2 separate regions of the Gossypium hirsutum genome follow, and region 2 is linked to region 1. A link is a contact called in public Hi-C data. All regions are on one chromosome and are shown on one strand. Each heading gives the region's core, a stretch centred on a gene start, on an enhancer-like site or on the middle of the called end of the contact. The rest is flanking DNA. Distances are from core to core; before and after follow the strand shown. Region 1 holds the start of LOC107928199 (50S ribosomal protein L22). Region 2 holds the start of LOC107928144 (nuclear transcription factor Y subunit A-10).

Region 1 (5,390 bases), core at 1,766-4,265:
CCCGTATTTAACACGAGCTATCGATATCCACCCAACATAGCGATGAATTCGATGACTCGATGCTAAATCGGTTCGTTGCCTTATGCATTAAAATATTATTATTATTTTAAAATATGGAATTAAAATATCATAATAATATTTATAAAAACTATTTTTAAACATACTAATTTAAATTAAATAAACACCATTTAAATACATTAAATAAAACAAAATAGATGAAAAAAAAATTACCAAAGCCCAAAGTTATGGGCTTGAAAGACAAGCCCTTTCCTTTTTTGCTGCGAATTGGGCCTTAGTGGGCTGCCAGAGACTGGGTCGAATCTGCTGGCCCGCTGGTACCGGTCTGCTGGGCGCAGGACTTGACTGGGACTTGGGCTCGGATTGGGCCTACTGCTTTGGCCTGCTACAGATTTCTTCTCTTCTCTATCTCTTTTTTTATAGGCTTGTTGGGTTTGGGCTGTTAAAGCTATTGGGCTGCTATATTTTTCATTACTTTTTTTATTTTCTTTTTCTTTCTTTTTCTCTGTTTTCCTTTCTCCCTTCTTCTTCTTCCCTTTTCTTTTTTTTCTTTCAAACCCAAGCCACCACCGTCGGTGACTCTTTGCTCCGTTGTCCACTGCCGCCGTCGACTCCTCCGTTCGGTGGCGCTAGTCTCGGCGTTCTCTTCTCTTCTTTTCTCTTCCCTTTTTCTCTTCCTTCTCTTCTCTTCTCCCTTTGACTTTCTCTCTTTTCTTCTCTTCTCCCCTCTCTTTTCCTTTCTCATTCGCAAGCCCGGAAATTAGAGGCGACGCCGCCCCTCTAATCCGCCGTTCGTCACTCGATCCTCTTCCGCCTTAAGTGGCCGTGGTAAGGGGTCGAGATCCCTTGCTATATTTGTTTTTTTTTTGCCTTTTTTACTTTTTCTTTGCTTTTGGTTGCTTGTGACTTTTCAGGTGGTGGGGCAAGGGGACGACAACGGTGGCGGTGGTTGAACGACGGTGGTGAGGGCTTTCGCTTGCTGCTGCTTGACTTTTTTCTCTCCTTTTTTTTTGCTTTTTGGTTGCCGAAAATGAGAACCCCCTCCCTCCTCCTACATTCGGATTTGGCCTTTATAGCCATTTCTATACAACATTTTTTAAGTTTCTGGCCATTGCTCCTTGTCGTCTGTTCTGTCTTGGTGTTTGTTTCATTTTGCAGGGTATGGAGGACCAGACGCGTGCGTGGAGAGTGGTGGTGGTAGTGCGCAAGGTGGCCAATGGTTGGCCATTGGTGAGAAGCGGCGGCTGACAAGATGGGAGCTAGGGTTTGCTGCTGAAATCTTCTAAGCAAATGGGCTATTAGGGTTTTAAAATTTGGGCTCAGGTAGTTTTAGGATTGGGATTATTATGTAAATGAACATTGGACCCTTTTTATTTGGGGTTTTATTATTTCATGGACCTAGGCTGAAATTGGCTACAGAATTGAATTTCAACAACTATTTTCAATTTAATTTAAAAAATTATATTAAAATCCAATTTAACATTGACTGAAGGTATAACTCAAACTTTGAAGAAAAAATATTACCATTTAAGAAGTATATAACAATCAAGGTAAAAAAAAGTTATTCCACCTTTTTATAATGCAAAATTAGATAAAGGATTTAGATTTTTAAATACAATAAGGACTAAATTGTAAAATTGAAAAGAATACAACTGTGATTCACAGATGTAAAGCCTGTTAACTAATTTCCTGACTTGATTTATTCATTTATGTTGTGGTTGATAGTCACAATGGAGTTATGGTTTATGGTAATCTAACTTGATTTTGGTGGTGGAATCTAACATGATCCTATATTGGGATGGGATGGCACCCCTAAATCCTTGAGTCCAACATGATCCTATTGGACCGAGTTATGGATTTAGGTATCACTTAGATGAAAATTGAAAACGTTTTGGGAAGCCATGACAGCTTAGATGAAAGAACTGGTAGGCAAATTAGATGATAGTCACCGCTGACCGTTCACTTTCATCCTCCATACGGCCATTGCTTGTTTACTTAATTACCAGGCTTGCTTCTTTACTTTCAACTTCGGCTTATTCCTGTTTTCTTTTTTTGTTGTTGGATTTCTACTCTCAACAAAATGGGTCTTTTTGTTGGATTTCTATTTTCTAGTTTTTGGAAAGCATTGATTTTTTTTAGCACATGCAGAGCATTATTCTTGGTTCTTGTATTTGGCAGTAGGGATAAATTAACTTAGTAGTTGGCAGTAGCCATGTTATTAGGTATTCTTTGAATTTAAGAACTATACTTCGATGTTTTAGGAACAGAGCTTCTTAAGGGTGCCTTTTCCTGGTAATTGGTGTGCTTAGTGAGATTGGTTCTGGCTTGGGATATATATGATCAAGGTGATTATTAAATCAATTATTATTTGGGAACATCTTTCTTTGTTATATGTATCACATAGAAAGTCTTAAAGGACGACTGTTGGGTTCGTCTTTAAATCTACTAGGGACAAGTTTTAGACTTTAAAGGATGATTTTAATTGTTCCCAAAGCTACTAAAATCCTGCAGAGGACCTTAATGTGATTTTATTTCAATGTTTCTAGTTATTATCTTTTTCATGCAATGGCTTCTGTAAAAGTAGAATGTTGGTAATGACAATATATCACAAAGAAAAAAGAAATAAAAATAAAGAACACACAGATTTTTACGTGGAAACCTTTTTGGAAAAAAAACCACGGGCAAAGGAGAAGAAAATTCACTATGTCAAATTCGAATGATTACAAGAGGAGTTTCGACTACATCTATTTATAGGTTGAAAAACTTAATTCTAATTAAAGTCAAATATATTATGTTTTTTTTTAATAAATTGACTAGGATATTATTAATAGAATAGAAACACCAATACTACAGCCCAAAACAATGCCTCAGATGTGCTGGGCTGGACTGAAAAATAAAACATGGGCTGCACATTAAATTGAGAAGCCCATTGAAAGTCAATCTAATGAAATAAACAGAAATTTAATCCTAAAGAAAATAATAGAAAAAGAACCGACAGTCATTTTCCAGTCAAATCAAAACAGCCTAGACGCCATTACTATTTCCAACTCTTCATTTCAAAAACGTCAAGTCTGTTCAGAGGATAGCAACTTCCAAGAAATTTTCTTTATTTTCTATCTTTGCCGTTTCATTTCGCCTTCAACAACTCTCTTCAGTTTGGATTTTGTGGCCATCTTACTTCTGGAGCAGTTTCGTTCAGCGTCTCCCTCACCAGGTACATCTCTTCCCCTTTTTTTAACGTGTCTTTTGCTAGATTATGAGCTTGAAGATTATCTGTTCTTTGGATGAACATAAAAACAATTTCATGAAAGCGAGATTTGTTGCTCTGGATATCTTTAATAATCACTCCAATGATCGATTTATCCCTAACTGTCGTTTGGCATTTGTTGATAACTGTTTTCGAATCCCCAATAATCGTAACTGAGTCTAAACCCATGTTGATGCCTAACTTGGTTGCCTCTAAACATGCATATGCTTATGCAACAAACGGACATGAAACGTTGGAATGAAGAGTCGACTTTGAGACTTTAATCACACCATTCTGATCCCGATCTACTATTTCTGACGCCGATCTGAAATTACTGGTATCAAAGGCTGCATCGAACTGTATCGTCTCCCTTATTGTCTCTCTGTCTTGTCCTTGAGTTCTAATGCGCGTAAGGGTAAGCTTTTTTCCTCACACTCCTTCAAGTTCCATTAAGTAGCTCTGTATTTTATGTGAGAGATCCCTTCTTGATGTGAATTTCCTCTCATGGATCATCTGATTCCGCGAGCCCCAAATAACCCATAAGGCGCAGCAGAATAATCGGATCTGCTCCTTTTCACCCTTGCCAAAGACCCAGATGAGCCATGTCCATACATTTTGATCTGCATATTCTGTTACCCACGTCATACTAAGACTAATCTATACATCAATGCTTGTAGGACATTGCCGAAACACGTGGTAGTTGTCTTCTTCTTCAGAGTAGCATCGGAGACAACTAGCATTTGTGATCACTCTTTTGTATCTAAGATTAGCTAGTGAAGAGATATAGTTCCAGGAAATCTGCCATATAAGTATTAATTTTTTTATGTTAGTTGTAAATTCCATAATTTCTTGGTAAATTCCATAATTTCGGCCTGTAATAAATAACTGTTAGGATCCAAGCTAGCCTCTTGTAATAGTTTGTAGGCGCTTCGAACTGAAAACTCGCCAGAGTGGTCACCTTTCCACACTTGCATGTCCTCACAATCTGTTCTCGCAAGAGGAATCTGCAATATTTTTTGAGTGATATCTATTTGGAAGGTAGTTGTAATTGTCTCCGTTTTCCACATCTTAGTTGTGCTGTCAATTAGGGCTGATACTAAATCTAACTCACCATTGCCTCCTCTGTTATGCCATGTCTCAGGTTCAATCCTTGGTATCCATCGGTCAGTCTAAATAGATATTGCATTTCCTCTCCCAACTCTCCAGTTTAGTCCTTTAAGAAGGAGTCCTTTCGCTGCCCAAATGCTCCTTCAGGTAAGAGATAGTAAGTTTTCCAACTATGCATTTAGAAAACTAGAACGTGGATAATATTTGGCTTTAAGAACTCTGGCTAAAAGAGAATTTGGATAATCAATCGCCAATCCTATTTGGCTAACAACGCAATATTAAATTGGCTAAGATTTCGAAAACCCATCCCCCGTTTTCTTTCAAAAAGCAAAGGTTTTTCCAAGAACACCAGTGAATACCCCCTTTTCCACGACCCTTTTGCCACCAATATTTTGCAACAATACCCTCCATTTCTTCACATAGAGGCTTTGGGAGTAAAAAGCAAGCCATTGAGTATGTCGGTATGGCTTGTAGGACAGCCTTTATAAATACATTTTTTCCACATTGCGATAAAAATTGAATACTCCAATTTTTAATACGTTGTTTCAATCTATCTTTTAAAGCTCAAAAAGATTGTTTCTTTTTTCGACCAACCATGTTTGGCAAACCTAGATATCGTTCTGGCTCATCTGAGCTCTGAACTCTCAACAAATTGACAACTAATTGTCTTTCTTCCTCTAGCGTGTTTTTACTAAAGAAAACAGTTGATTTAGCGAAATTCACACAGTGACCCGAACATCGTTTATACTCACTTAGGATCTCATTAAATGTTAAAGCTCATTTTCTTGATGTTTCTCCGAATAAGATGCAGTCGTCTGCGAATAGTAAATGTGTTACCTGTGGATCGCTTTTGCTTGCCTTGACTCCTTTTAATATTCCTTCTTTTGTAGCTATTCTCATGAGGCTAGATAATCCCTCTCCACATTAAAAAAAGAACCGAACTCAATGGGTCACCTTATCGAATCCCCCTTGTTGGACGGAAAGTTTCTCCGATACTTTCATTGAGCACAACTTGATG
Region 2 (4,686 bases), core at 1,043-3,542, 140 kb before region 1:
AAAACGACAAAAGTGGGCATTCACACACCAAAAGTAAAAGAACTGTAAATTTATTTCTGCATATGTTCCCTTTATGTTTTTTAAGATTAGTGGATGATGGAAAATTGAAGGAGAAAAGTGAAAACATGGAAAACATTTGGCATAATTTTTTTGGCCCTTAATTTTATAAAAAATCATTTTAGTCCTTTATTTAATATTCGCATCTTTTAGCCCTTAAACTTGAATTTTTGTCAAATCGCCCAAAATAAATGAAAAAGTTAAACATTGGTACAATTTGTTGATGTGGGCATACACGTGGATTGCTACGCAGATGACATGCCAGCATTTAATTAAATTTTTAAAATTTAAAAAGTACTAAAATTTTTATATATTTTTAATATTTTTAATATTTTTATTTTTAAAAAATAATTTATCTAATTTTTAAAATTTTTAAAAATTAATTAAATGGTGTCATGTTATCTACATGTTAATCCACGTGTATGTCACATCAACAAAGTTAAAAAAATATTAATTTTTTCATCCATTTTAGGGTAATTTAAAAAAAACACAAATGTAAAAACTAAAAAAGACAAAAAATTAAATAAAATGTTAAAATGACTTCTTTTTTTTTATAAAATTAGAAGGCCATATAAATCATTATCCCAAAATATATTTTTCCCATTGTTGTGCCCATGAGAAAGCTCGAAAAGTTGAAATTAAATATAATATTTCTTTATATCATTACAAAATAGAATTGAAAATAATAATAATAATAATAATAATAAAGACTTCAGAAGCCATAAATTATATTTTGCCTACCACAGCCTTATCTCTAACCAAATTGTGATAAAGAGATGGATATATTTTATATTCATAATGCAGGTTAAATTTTCCTATTAATCTGTAAAGAAGATGTGGATTTAATTTTTATTTTTATTTTATCAGTCTTATATTTTGTGAATTTTAAAAATTCAATTTTAATCTAAACACTAATAATTAAATTTATTTGGCTACATTTTATTATTAGTATTGTATTATGCATATAGTTTTTGGAATTTTGAAATTTTAGTCTTAACTTAAAGTGTAATTGTTAAATCCACTAACTAGCATTTTGTATGATATGCCAAACAAGAAGTTAATATAGCTTTATACATCTATAATATGTTTGACATATAAGATATTGAAAATAGAAAGAGTAACTCTCATTTGATCAAAATTAAATATATATATATATATATAAAAGGACTAAATCCGCACTTAAGCATATTATAAGAATTAATAGTAAAATTTAACCTAAACTTTCTAGATAATTTCAAATTTATGAACTCTAATAGTACCTTCTTCACCCTTTCCTTTTTAAATCAAGGCTCAAAAACAACTTCCAAGAAATGAAGAATTTCTCAATCGTAGGCATAGAAGTATTTCTCTATAGCAAATTCAATATAGGGAAAAAAACCCACTTGATTTTAAGATATAAACCTAAAAAATTGCAAGAGATTACCAGGGAATATAGTGAAGTGAGCAGGATTCCCTTTGTTCAGTCCTTGTTCAGTGACTCTCCCAGCTTGTTTAGTACAAGTGAGATGATCTCCATTAGAGGGATGTTCCATCAACAAATTCTTCAATTGCCCACAAGATTCCCCATAAATGGATGACTGAGATCCAAGCGCACTCCACCAAGGCTGTGACGGTACTGGTGCCAACTGCCCCATGGGATTATGAACAATCCCATCATGTTCTTTCACATGCAGAGTTTGCATGGCCATTCTAAACTCTCAAAGTGATCCCAGAAAAGTATCAATATTTAATTCCTGCAATACAAAGCATGTAATTAACATAAATCACAAACTTTTGCTCAACTTTTGATCCATACATATGTAAAGGCTCCACCAAAGCAACTTCGAAAGAGATCAAGTGCACAAACCAAAAAGCACCCAGAATTGGATAAGACAAAAGGGGGCCAAAACCCCATAGCAAAAAAATAAAAGATCATCAGACCCTGAACCAGACAAGAAGAAGAAGAAGAAGACTCACAGAGCAGGTTGAGGAGTAATTTGTTAGTTGAAGAGAGAGGCTGAGAAACCCCATTTGTTAGGAGCCATGTCGGCACAATTTCAAGCAAAAGAAATTAGAGATGGCTACTGTTCAAAGAATGAGAGAGAAAGGGGTGATGGGGTGGAGGGCTGATAAAAGCATACAAGTGTAATGGAAACTACACGCTGCTTACCAATCACCTTCAATTTTCATGCAACTCTTTTGTACTATTATACAATAGAATACCAATACTACACTCACCTTAAATAAATAATACCAAACCTATTCTCACATTCTTTATAGCACATAAATTATACTATATCTGTCTCTTGTAACTTGTTTTTTTCTTTTCCCTTCTGGTCATAATTTTATATATTTTATATCATCTTTTAAATCTAACAAATTCGGGTATTTTATGATAAATTTAAATATTTGGGGTTCAAGTTTATCATCAAGAGAATGAAAAAGAAAATCTAACCTTTTGGTTGCTAATGTCCTAGCTTTATTAGATTAACAGTAATATTCTTTTTCTTTAAATTTAAGAGTTTGCTACTATCTTTTTTTGGGTGAATTACAATAATAAGGTAAAGTCCGAACAATCAACGCGATTAGTATGACTCAAATTTAGACCATATCTAAAATGATGAGCATTATTAACCATCAAACCATCACATGGAGTTCACCAATTTAACCTATCTAAAAGCTCTTTCTATAATGGTGAAATAATATCTCTTAATTAATTGAATATTATAAATGATATGCTAAGAAGTGGTAGATATGTCACAGCATTAATTTTAACTTTCAAGGTTGGCAGAAAATTACTTTTGGAGATTAAAGTATCGAAAAGTATGCCCTACAAGTTATGTCTTGGTCCACTAATTAGCATTAACTTTTTTTTAAAAAAATTCTTTATTACAATAAAATAACTTTTTTATCAATATAATATTAAAGAGGGAGGATGAGGATGACTGAATTTGAACCACTAATATTTAAATCTCAACAAATACTCTGATTAATACACAATTTGAATTTAAAATAACATTTGCTTTATTTTTGTGGATAATAGATTTAGATATTCACATTCATTATTTACTTTACTTTCTATATTTTATATTTTAGTTTTTTGAATTTATTAAATTAGAATATTTAACGAATTTTGACATTTATCCAATAAGTTAATTGATTTAAATTCAAATTTAGATAATAATATTCAAATTTAACACATATAATAAACAAATGCATATTTTAAATTTAATTAATAAATCCTAATTTAAAATTTATAGAAATTTTTTATCAATGATCTTCCATATATAAATCAAATTCAAGCTTCATACTTATTGAAATAACGGTATGAAAGAAGTGTTTTTTTTTTTTGGAAAAGAAAAACTCAGATACATTAAACTAAGCCACAATGAGCTATAAACCCATTAATATTATCCGCACGTAATCTTGTTTCCAATTGTTCAAGTATTTCCCTAAAGAGTTGTATTTCAAATGTCTTGTCAGAAATCATATTGATTATACAGTCGACCACCTGATTCATTTTTCTTGAAATGTGTCTAATACTCCATTGGTCTATATTCTTTAGTATTCGATTTATCCTCCGGAAGAATTTGCCAAATGTCTATCTTGGAGAGCATTAACCACCTCTAAATTATTAGTATGAATCAAGACATTGTTGAAACAAGAATCAAACCATCCATGATACCTTAAAGCTCAACATCAAAGACCGAACACTCTCCCAAATAAACAGAAAAGTGCAGTAACCTGAGACTAATTTTTTTTACCGCTAATGTAATAGTAAAATTTGTGTGGGTTAAAATTAATTAACATTAAATTAATTAAAATTTAACCATTCTCATTCCTGACTTAATGATTATAATGTAATTGTTTGTATCAAGAAAAATTACACTAAAAATTTTAAAATATTAATAATATAATCAACTTTCAACAGATTCCGACAATAAAAAGTTGTTCCCAAACCCAAATAATTACAAGCAAAATATTAATAAATTTATTATTAAATGGATGCTTTAAAGAATTTCTGAACTTTATGCTTTGCTCTCTATGCCACAAATTATAGTAAGAATAGAAATATGGTTAGTATGTGGCTTTCTAGCTTCTTTGCTTCACTTAGCAGAGACGCTTCCATTCCATGCCATCAAGATTCCTTCTTAATTAATTTACCTTAAAGTTTTTTTAAAAAATGCTAAGAATATATATATTTATATTAAACATGAATCATTCTAGGAAAAAAAAAGGCAAAGGAATAAGAAAGAGGACCACAAGCTTTAAGATGTTAAATATTTTCTTTAGTATAAATTCTATACGGACTTCACCCATTTTTAGTCATTTTCCCTTTTTAAAACAAAAAATGTAATCAAGAGTCAATGTTAAGGCAATAGCAATAATATGAATCTTGTTTCTTCAAAATAATAATAATAATCATATGATTCTTGTAATTTCGGCAATACTTTTAAAATGAGCTCTATTTTGTTCATGTGTTTTTTCAATAGTTGCTATTTATCTTTTAATTATTAAATAAGTTATTGGTAAAATGAAAAAGGGTAAATTATACCCAAAGTCACTAATTTATTAGTATGTTTATGTTTTGGTCACTCAACTTCAAGAAGTTACAAAAAGGTCTTTGAATTTTCATTTAAGTCACTAGGT

Evidence for each region. A called contact is a pair of places that touch in the nucleus more often than the background predicts.
Region 2: a Hi-C map of leaf shows a contact between it and region 1, with 3 times the contacts expected there. The contact joins the promoter of LOC107928144 here to the promoter of LOC107928199 in region 1. A contact is called at or near these places in 5 of 34 Hi-C or Micro-C datasets (hypocotyl, leaf and petal).

What each region holds. Positions count from the first base shown.
Region 1 is chrD01:61,528,073-61,533,462 of Gossypium_hirsutum_v2.1, reverse strand. It overlaps LOC107928199 (50S ribosomal protein L22), which reads left to right and starts at 3,015. Exons shown (of 8, transcript XM_016859378.2): 1 at 3,015-3,232.
Region 2 is chrD01:61,670,513-61,675,198 of Gossypium_hirsutum_v2.1, reverse strand. It overlaps LOC107928144 (nuclear transcription factor Y subunit A-10), which reads right to left and starts at 2,292. Exons shown (of 6, transcript XM_016859331.2): 1 at 2,014-2,292; 2 at 1,481-1,790. The coding sequence starts at 1,745.